Linked DNA regions of Danio rerio: region 1 is linked to region 2. The links are chromatin contacts, called in public Micro-C maps. All regions are on one chromosome and are shown on one strand. Each heading gives the region's core, a stretch centred on a gene start, on an enhancer-like site or on the middle of the called end of the contact. The rest is flanking DNA. Distances are from core to core; before and after follow the strand shown.

Region 1 (5,034 bases), core at 92-2,591, 140 kb before region 2:
TCTGCCTTTCTTTTTCATTTTAACTTACATTCTGCAGCCTGAGCTTTAAAGGGTCATGATACCCATAAAAGGGAATTTTCACACCTCTGATTCGAAAAATGCATGTAAAGAGAGAAGGGTTTGCATAAAAAAGGGAGTTTCATAACGTGCACAAAAACAGTTTGCACATCAACATATGCTAAGAAGATGGAGAGTGATTCTGGACCAGCATTTACTTTTTTCGCCCCTCAAGAGAATCCCCTGACTCTCATTATTGTGATTATATATTACTGTGTAATTACCATCTGTCAAATTGCACTTATAAAATGTGTATTGTGTTATATTGTTGCACACAATATTATAGTTATATTATTGCAAACTACTTTATAACTATGACTTGTCAATTGTCTTAAAAAATTGAAAGAGTACTTTTGACGATAGCCATCTGAATAAACAAAGTGGTCCATGTTTAAGCACACACGTATACACACTTAGATGCTATATATAGACGCTTTATATTAGGTTATTAATTAATTAATAATTTGTTACAATTTATTGTTTAAATACATGTTTTTACATTGCACTTATAACATATTAAATACCTGCATGTAATTACATCTGTAAATAATTTCTGTAATTAGATTTGTAATTACACAGACTGTTGACCTTCCCTTACACTTTAATATGTTCAATGAATATTACACCATGTGAAATGTATTTTTTACGAATTAATTTACGAATATGAACTTTTAAAAAGATTACTAATAACCACAGCTCTCAGTATTTTTCTGTAAAACCAAGAAAAAGAGCAGCAAAATACTGTAAAACATTTGAGTGTCACCATTGTGAAGGATAATAGCAATACGATTTTTTTAACAGGGCAAATAAAATAATGAAAATATTTAAGATTGACATTGACTTGAAATGTGTGTTTTGTAAAATATGATTAAGTATTGTCATACTTTTGTTGCCTGAAATGTACTAAATTTATATATATATATATATATATATATATATATATATATATATATATATATATATATATATATATATATATATATATATATATATATATATATATATGAATAAATGATGAACCTTTTAAAAACAAAATTATCTTATTTTGTTTATTGTGTTTGCAATATCGCATTCATAAATGTAAATTTTTTTGTGCAATTTAAGCTTAAACTTTTGTCATTTATTTAATGAATTGGAGGGTGCTATGCTAAAGCTTAAAATATTATGGACGGCTTTCATTTATTTTTTAAATTAAACATTATTTTCAATACCCCGTTTTATATAGGCTTAATAAAAACTTTACGCTACTCCCTGTGAATTAGGGTAATTCCGTAGTTACCACAGCAACCTAACTATAAACGGAAGAGGACGGTACAGCAGCGAACGTTTAAAAGGTAACCTAACCACTTAATGTTGTCTTGAACAGTTCATTGATCTGCAAATATGTAACTTACTATACACATTCAATGATAGTAAGGAAATACGTAGATTATAAATTAGACATAATTAATTAGCTATATGCATGCTCTTTCTCAATTGTCGTAATAGCCTAATGTCAGATATATTGGGATGAAGCAGAATATCAAACCAGGGTTGAAGTGAGAAACACATCACCGTAGCGTTTTACAGAATATTTTTTTAGAGAACTTGACATTTCCTCCCAAAATCCTGCGATCAAATGGACTGGCTCCTCTTTGAGACGTGTAACGTAATTATTTTCACTAAGATCTTATTGGATCTAACGTTACAGGTGACCGTAGTGTTGTTTTTTCTCGTCATTTTGGTTTTGGATCTTTACCAGAGGACATAGACATGTTTTGATTCATTAAGCTTAAAATGTAAGGTTATCAACTTCGTGAAAATTGATATTGTGGTTAAAGATTTCATCGGCCCTAGGATGTTTATGTTGTAAACCTTATTTCATCTTTTGCTGTTTTATGTTCTGCATTAGTGTTAACACCTGGCAATGGACCTGCTGATAATCTGGCAAAGCATGTGCATACAATGTAGCCTAAACATTAATGTTAAAGGGTTGAATGTTAAAAATGAAAATGACCTCATACTTTTTTCTTCTCATGTGGTTAAAAACCTTTAGGAGTTTCTTCTGTTGAACACAAAATAAACATTTTTGAAGGGTGCTGGTTGCTGGGACACATTGACTTCCATTGTAGGAAAAAAAGTTGAAAAGAAAGCAAAGAGCAGAGAATTACCAAGAAGCGGCAATATGTTGCTATTTGGTAAACAGCCACCAGATGCCGCTAGTGTCACGCGGCGGCCATATGGGTTAAAATATTACAGTGCTCTCAGCATAAATTAGTGACATTTTTAACAGTATCTCAATGTAAACAAAAGTAGTTTTAAAAATGTTGAATAAACTAACACATGTTGAACTTATAGCAAGTAAGGTTAACAAAATAACCAAAAAATAACTTTTTTTTTTTACTTTTTTTTTTTTAGCTTTATTCAAATTAGGGTGATGCAAAAATGTGTGTAGCTACCCCACAACCAAAACTACTTTATCTAGTCGTTCGTGTCGCCTCTATAATTTTTAATGATAGCACCAAGACTTCTAGGCATGGAATTACTCTTTGTAAACATTTCACAACATCTATCTTTTCCAATTTTTAAAAATGACCCCTCTTTTAGAGTTGCTCAACTTAATGTGTCATCAGATTTCAGATTTTCTATATTATAATAATATAACATATTAACATAGGTATATGTGATGTATATGTGTGCATATCTACACATGCATGCATGTGTGCAACTTGAGGTAGCCTATATTATAAATTTATGTGTCAAAATTCAATAATTTCGGAGAAAGTGGCTTTTTACATAACATATTCCTTTATAAGTCCTTTTTAAACAGACAACACTGGGGAAAAATACTATATACTATTATAACTTATTAGCTAATACTACAACAAAAAGTGCATGTTCAGTCTGTTATCAGTGTCTCATTTTGAAAGTTATGTTAATTCAATTTAACATGTCAGTCTTCATTTGTATTATGCCAGTGCGTAAACTATTAAATTAAATTAATTTAAAGTAATTTCACCTAAAGTGACAGTTCAATAAAACAAGGATTGTAAAATATCTCATACATTCATTCATTTTCTTGTCGGCTTAGTCCCTTTATTAATTCGGGGTCGCCACAGCGGAATGAACCGCCAACTTATCCAGTAAGTTTTTACGCTGCTGATGCCCTTCCAGCCACAACCCATCTCTAGGAAATGTAAAATATCTGTAAAATAATATTGAACATTAAGTCTGTAAATTAAACTTGTGATTGTAAGTGTTGTATTGTCATCTTTCAGGTAGTATTTCAGCTTTAATGCACTTTTTAGTAAAAACAAATAATAAACAAAGCAATTTCTTGTCATCATGACAGCAATAAGATTCCACAGACAGCCGATCCCTTTCACATCAAAATCTCAGAATTGCGGGACTGTTGCTGGTTGCTATTGTTACAATGGGACGTTCTATTGAGTGTCACCACTTGGTAACTCTAAGCTCTTTGTAGAAAGTTAATAGGTCACAGCAACCAGCATTTTTTAAAATATGTTGTTTGGTTAACAAAAGAAAGAATGTAAATAAATGAAGAGTGAACTATTCCTTTACATTTTTACTGGGTCTCTTTCAAAAAAGGAAAACTAATGTCATTAAACTATTAAATAATCAACTTGTGTTGGCTAATCACATTTAATGTACTCACATTTGAAGCATTCAAGGACTTGAAGATGGCAAGTCCACAAACAACCGAACAGCCCCCACCGCATATTGACCCAACACAAGCACCGATCGCTTTTGGTAACTTGGCGCTTCCTAAGCTGCTTGTGGAGCTGCAGGACGATGATTTGTTTACCCGTCAGAAGGCACTCACTGCACTATGTGACCTTCTTCATGATCCTGAGAGGGCATACGAAGCCATTTTCAGTGGTATGCACATCTTTTATAATATTTTGTAAAACAAAGTTATATACTATATATGGAATCAATGATTGCAATTACACATTTAGAATTTTGTAAATGTACTTTTAATAAAGTACATTTTAATGTAATTATGATGACAGCAACTATTGTTTCTTTGCTTTTTAGAGTGCTTGGAAATACTTAAAGTTTTGCTGCAAGATGAGGATAGCTTAATCAGGGTCAAAACTACTGAAGTGCTTTATGTGCTTGCTTCACACAGTATGGGAAGGTGAGTCCTACAAAAACTAAAAAGATCTGCATTTCTATTTTGTAGCATTTAGCATAAAAATGTGCTTAGGCTCCTTGTTAGCCTACTATGTATTTTGCAAAAAGGAAATACGCAACCCTTTAAGTCAGGTTATTACTAAGTACTCGTTTATGTCTGATAATCAACAGATTGCGAACTCGCCAGATGACCAATCAGTCCCAAGGCCCACATGATATCTGCTCACACAGAACCACAAATATTTTAATGTTTTAAAATGGAAGTGAAGCAGTCAGCTAAGATTACATTATTTTGTAAATAGTTTTCTACTTTAATGAAAATATAGCATTAGAGGTGTGAACCTATACTGGTCTCACGGTTCGGTTCGGTTACGATTACGATTATCATGCCTTCGATTCGGTTCAATTTGATATCTGGGTGCATCAAGGTGCATTGACGATGCTTTCCATATACAGTGTTATATTTTAGGGGTGAGGCTATAACAAGCTGTCTGTATAAACACACAGACACACAGCACCACACTGTCTCTCATTCAAACACATACACAAACATAGACAGCACCAAAGAAACAAACACACACATACACACACGCACACACACACTTAAGCCCTCGCAACAGGGAGAGCTCGTGATGAGCGGAGCAGAAAAACGAAAAAAAGAGAGAAAAAAAAACGAAAAAAATAAGCACTTTTCCGACGGTCCCTTACTGAGAGCTCCTCTCAGCGCGAGCTCTCCCAGCTAAACACATATTGCGAGGGCTTAAACGAAGCAGTGCTCGTAATGTCAAGCGAAAAAAAAGAAAGACAGCTGTGAAACATAACCAGCTTTGTCTTTCTGTA
Region 2 (4,930 bases), core at 468-2,967:
TGAGTCATAATATGCTAGCTGCAGGTCATCCAACATCACCACAACACTGAACTCAGGAAATGGTGTCTGTCCAACTATGTATGTTGCCAAAGCCATCAGTGAGTGAGAGCCTGTGAAAACACAAATGCTTTAACACAAGCCTGTGAAAACACAAATGCATGCTTTATAAGCTAAGGTTTAAAAAAAAAATTATAAAAAAGCATGACTGTACATAGTATGATTTAATATTTTTGCAAAAATCTGACAGCGTGACAGCATTAGAACCCAGAGCATAGTTTCATGCATAGGCACTATGCATAGGATGATAATTATTTTCAAGGTATACCGCGGTTTGGAAAAGAGAAGGTTTTAAAACCGCCAAATTTTTCAGCTATATCGTTTCTACAGTATATATAGGATTTAAAAAAAAATTTTTTTAGGACAACAGTAACTCTAGCAGAAATGACATCTAAAGATGGCGTTTTAAATTGTAAGAAAATTTGTGTTTTTGAAACTAATGAAAACAGCAAAAGATAATGATTTATATGAATTAATTAGCCTGATGTTTACATTTAATATATATTTTAAATGCTTCTCAAACTAAAATATTGTGTGTTCAAAGTGCGGAAAGTTTTAGTTTTTTACCCAGACATTTAAAAAGAATATATTTTAGAACAGTAATTACAATACCATGAAACCATGATTTTTTATTTTTTTATCCAAGGTTATGATACTGTGAGAATTTTATACCAGCCCATGCCTAATCACACAACACCTGTCATAATTTTACGATCATGAAGAATCTCAACTTTATGTTTTCTACTGACAATAAGGCCCATTTTACTTCATGAATATGAATTCGGAAACACTCTTGAGAAACAAAAATGTTTTTTTTTTTTTTGAAAGTTCTGTCAAACAAATTATAAGCAGTTAAAAAATCATAAACAACAACAAAAACAGCTTTATATGATGTGGGATACTCTATATTGTATTGATGTAAGGTTGATTTTATATTCACGCATTAATACTTTCTATTTAATAATATAATGCCAGAAACGCAATCTTTGCAATTTATAAATAGACAAAACATTAATTGACGTAAAGTTGGTTTTATATTCGCACATTCGTTCAATGACAACTTGTGACATGCTCCCTATAGTGTTTACCATGATACTTTGAATATTTAGTCTGAAACCAGATGTAAGTATGACTTCAAAACAACATTAGCCCTATTTATTTGACTGTGAACAATGTTGAACTTTTATATTCATTAGCTGCCATAATGTTTTGTGTCGACTATTTATAAACTTTGAAGACTGCTTTTCTGAAATGATATTAAGGAGAAAGTCAGAATGTGAAAATAAACAGCTTTACCTCAGTTATATCAATACTATTAAACACAATAGGTTATAACCATTATTTATAAGTGAAGCATTCAACATAACTAAAAAAAACTCACCAAAAACAAACGCAAAATAAGATAGCATTGCGTGATGAAATAACAGACTTCACCGTGCACACTGCACAACATATGGATGATAGTTAGTAAACTTACCGGCATTAACGACGCCAATAAATGGCAACAAACAAACAAAACAAAACATTCTCAAAAACATTCAATCCATGTGGATTAAAAAATAGTAAAACGGCGCATGTGTGTTTCCAAAAGCATCATCTTATACTTAGTTGTCTTCGTTGTCTGCTCAGCTGTATGTTGTTGTTCTTCTTGGTTTCTAGTATTGTACACTGCACTGGTGAGTTGCATACAGTACTGCCACCTACTGCGTGTGTCGTGATTTGCTGCTTAGAAAAGCAGTACAGGTCAATTTCCCCTTCTTGTTTGGACTATAAAAATCCAAATGAAGTAAATTCAGCCTCAAAATATGACCTGCAAGTTTCATTAATGACAGTTGGTGGGTATTAGACTGGTGGGGTTAACTCACAATGCATTCTTCTTTCAATGGGCAAAGGTCTTTACTGGTCTCAAGGATTATGTTTCATAGTGTGCTTTGTCTCAAAAGGAAAGCTGAACAGACTTTTGTCAGATTTCATAAACAGTGTCAGGTGAAGAAAATATCATGTAGGAAATGTCAGCAACTCTTTACAATAACAGTACATGAATGATGTATTAATATGTAAACTAAACATTATTTATTATGTACTAATGAAGAGTTAGGGCATGTGCTAAAAATGTGCTAATCAGCTAACATTACAACATGAGTCACATGACTTCATGTGTGAATAATGGCTACTTTAATTACTTGTTAGTACAAGTTGTCAATTAATGTGATTATTAACTTTAAGTTTAAGCTAAATGTAACCAACATGAACTCACGAGCTGTTCATGTATCTGACTTGGAGGGGCACATCGCCATTAACTCATCCTAACCACTCCTGAATGCCTGTTCAGACTGTTGATGTTGATAGCACACTTTTCTATTGTTATTCAGCAAAGGCTAAACACATTACATCAGAGATGCCCAAACTAGGGCCCGCGGGCCAAAGCTGGCCAATGATAACCTTTTATTTGGTACACCATCCCATCTGAGAAGAGAGGGAGAATGGTTGACGATGGTTTAGGGACTGTAATTTCTAATATACTGTAATGTAACCTTTTTGTTTGTTTGTTTGGTTGGTTGGTTGGTTGTTTTTTTTATTGCTAAGCTACAAATACTAACTGAAAATAAATATTTCGATTAAATGTTGTAAATAAATCAGATTTTTAAAATGTACTTACATGTCACCTGACAGACATCAGTGACCAAATATGCAAAGGCAGATACTGATTGACCAGTGAACTCAGCATTGAACTCTGCTGTTGTTTATGTTTATGTAAATTGTTTGTTTTTTATTGTAATAAGGTATAATTCATAAATTGTACTGTATTAGTTAATACTATTTAAAGAAATGTTTTTATTATTATAAGTATTTTATTATTTTAGTATTATGTTTAATTCATTCATTAATTTTCTTTTCGGGTAAGTCCCATTATTAATTTGATGTCGCCACAGCGGAATAAACTGCCAACTTATCCAGCACATGTTTCACGCAACAGATGTTTTACTACAAACCAGTACTGGGAAACATTTATACATAAATAGATGAACGATATTTGTTTTTTGGCCCTTCATACGTAAAAGTTTGGGCACCTCTGTACTATGGCCATACAAGAAGTTCGTGAGCAGTTAAAAATGGGTTAATGATGATGTGCCCCTCCAAGTAAAGTCTCAACATACTTATACATTAACATTTTATGAGTTCATGATGGTTTAATTAAGCATAAACTAATGAGGTAATTAAAACATTAATTAACAAAAAACATGTTTTAACAAGTAATTAAGGTAGCTGTTATTCACACATGAACTCGTGTGACTCATGCTGTAGTTAAAGTTAGTTGATGATTAGAGCATGCATTAACTCATTATTAGCCCATAGTGTTATTGTAAAGTGTTACCTAAATGTCCTTTAGTTGTCCTGTTTGCCAGGTTTGTCCAATGACACTGCAAGAACAAGAGACATACCATTGTATTCAACATAACAAACTATTTGTAAAAAGCAATAGTTTAATGCTTTATCTCCTTAAGCTTTGCAACATATTTAGATTTTTTTAAAGAATCTAAATTCAAGACAGCCATGCTCACAAACGTTATGCACTCACAAATACATTAATAAAAGTTTTCTTATTTTACAGAAAACTCTTTACGTGCGGAATATTTGATATTTTTATTGTTTTCTTTTCATAATTGTATCATAAACACATGAACACACAGATTCTTTATTTGAGAGTTAGTTAGGATCTGAAATGTTTTTTTTTTTTGCCTTTAAAAACAACAATTTGGCCAAACTCAATCCAAATATAATCTTGCACAAGCTGACTGAGACATGTCAAATATACAGTGAATCAAATACAAATCAATAAAATTAGACAAAACAACAACAACAACAAAAAACATACAAATAAACAAACAAACAACAACAGAAAAAAATTTACAAAATAACTTAACAAAAAAAAAAAAAAAAGAACAAAATACCGTGCAGAAATCAAACAGAAACTCTGTAAGGGTTAAATAAAACCATATTCTAGAAACAAATCATACAATTGTTTAGCCTTCTCACCTTTCATTATTTCTAAAGATTCTACATAGAAGATATTTGAACACAATTGGGCAGCTGTTTTCAAAATCTTGCATTTGTGGATGAAGAATTGAAGTAAAATTATTAAATAAGTTACAGTTAAGTCATCATCTTAGCTGTCCAAATGTACTCCAAATTTCACAACAAATAGAAGGATTTTGTCCAGTTATACACCTCAGGCCAGAGAGTATTAACCAAATTACAATGAAGAAAAAGATGTTCAACAGTTTAAATATCTTTGCAGAATTGGCAAACATTACAATTCACAAATCTTTTTCTCAGAAACTCCTTTGCAGGGTAAATATCATCCATAATTGTCAATGTATTTCTTTGTATTTTGGAGGAGCACATGTCAAATATTTGCTTCTAATTTTTAAAACTAAGTTCTTATTAAAAGGTTGGATTATATATAATTGGATATAAATTATTTTAATATTACCAGGATAGCATTCCTGTATAAGACACTTTCTAATAAAAGTATTTGTACATTTCTTGTCCACAAAATTTAACCCACCTACTTTAATATCCATCATTTTTGATGTGGCAGTGGAATGAACTAGGATCTCTTTTAACATATTAATTAACGGTAAGGGAATAAATCTCATTACTTTCAAGGATCGGAAATGTAAATCCTGAAAAATTTCTAAAGGTCTTTCTGAAAGTTTAATTTCCTTCCACTAGATGTCAGTGATATAAAAGGAATAGCAGCTTTTTTATATCATATTTTAAGCAAGAGATATTTAACTGAAGGCAGGAAGAGTGTCTTTTTAGATTTTCCATTTTTGTTTTTTGCACAGCTTACCTGAACTTAAAAGCC

The links. Hi-C and Micro-C count contacts between places; a contact is called where the count stands out from the background.
Region 1: a contact with region 2 is called in a Micro-C map of caudal fin, with 8 times the contacts expected there. The contact joins the promoter of rsph14 here to the promoter of mhc1laa in region 2. A contact is called at or near these places in 2 of 18 Hi-C or Micro-C datasets (caudal fin and an unstated tissue) and 1 of 4 datasets of contacts at active chromatin or transcription factors (caudal fin).

The regions. Positions count from the first base shown.
Region 1 is chr8:54,273,321-54,278,354 of GRCz12tu, reverse strand. rsph14 (radial spoke head 14 homolog) reads left to right here and starts at 1,341. Exons shown (of 7, transcript NM_001327866.1): 1 at 1,341-1,391; 2 at 3,721-3,936; 3 at 4,096-4,198. The coding sequence starts at 3,738.
Region 2 is chr8:54,131,525-54,136,454 of GRCz12tu, reverse strand. mhc1laa (major histocompatibility complex class I LAA) reads right to left here and starts at 1,717. Exons shown (of 7, transcript NM_001017904.2): 1 at 1,535-1,717; 2 at 1-110. The coding sequence starts at 96.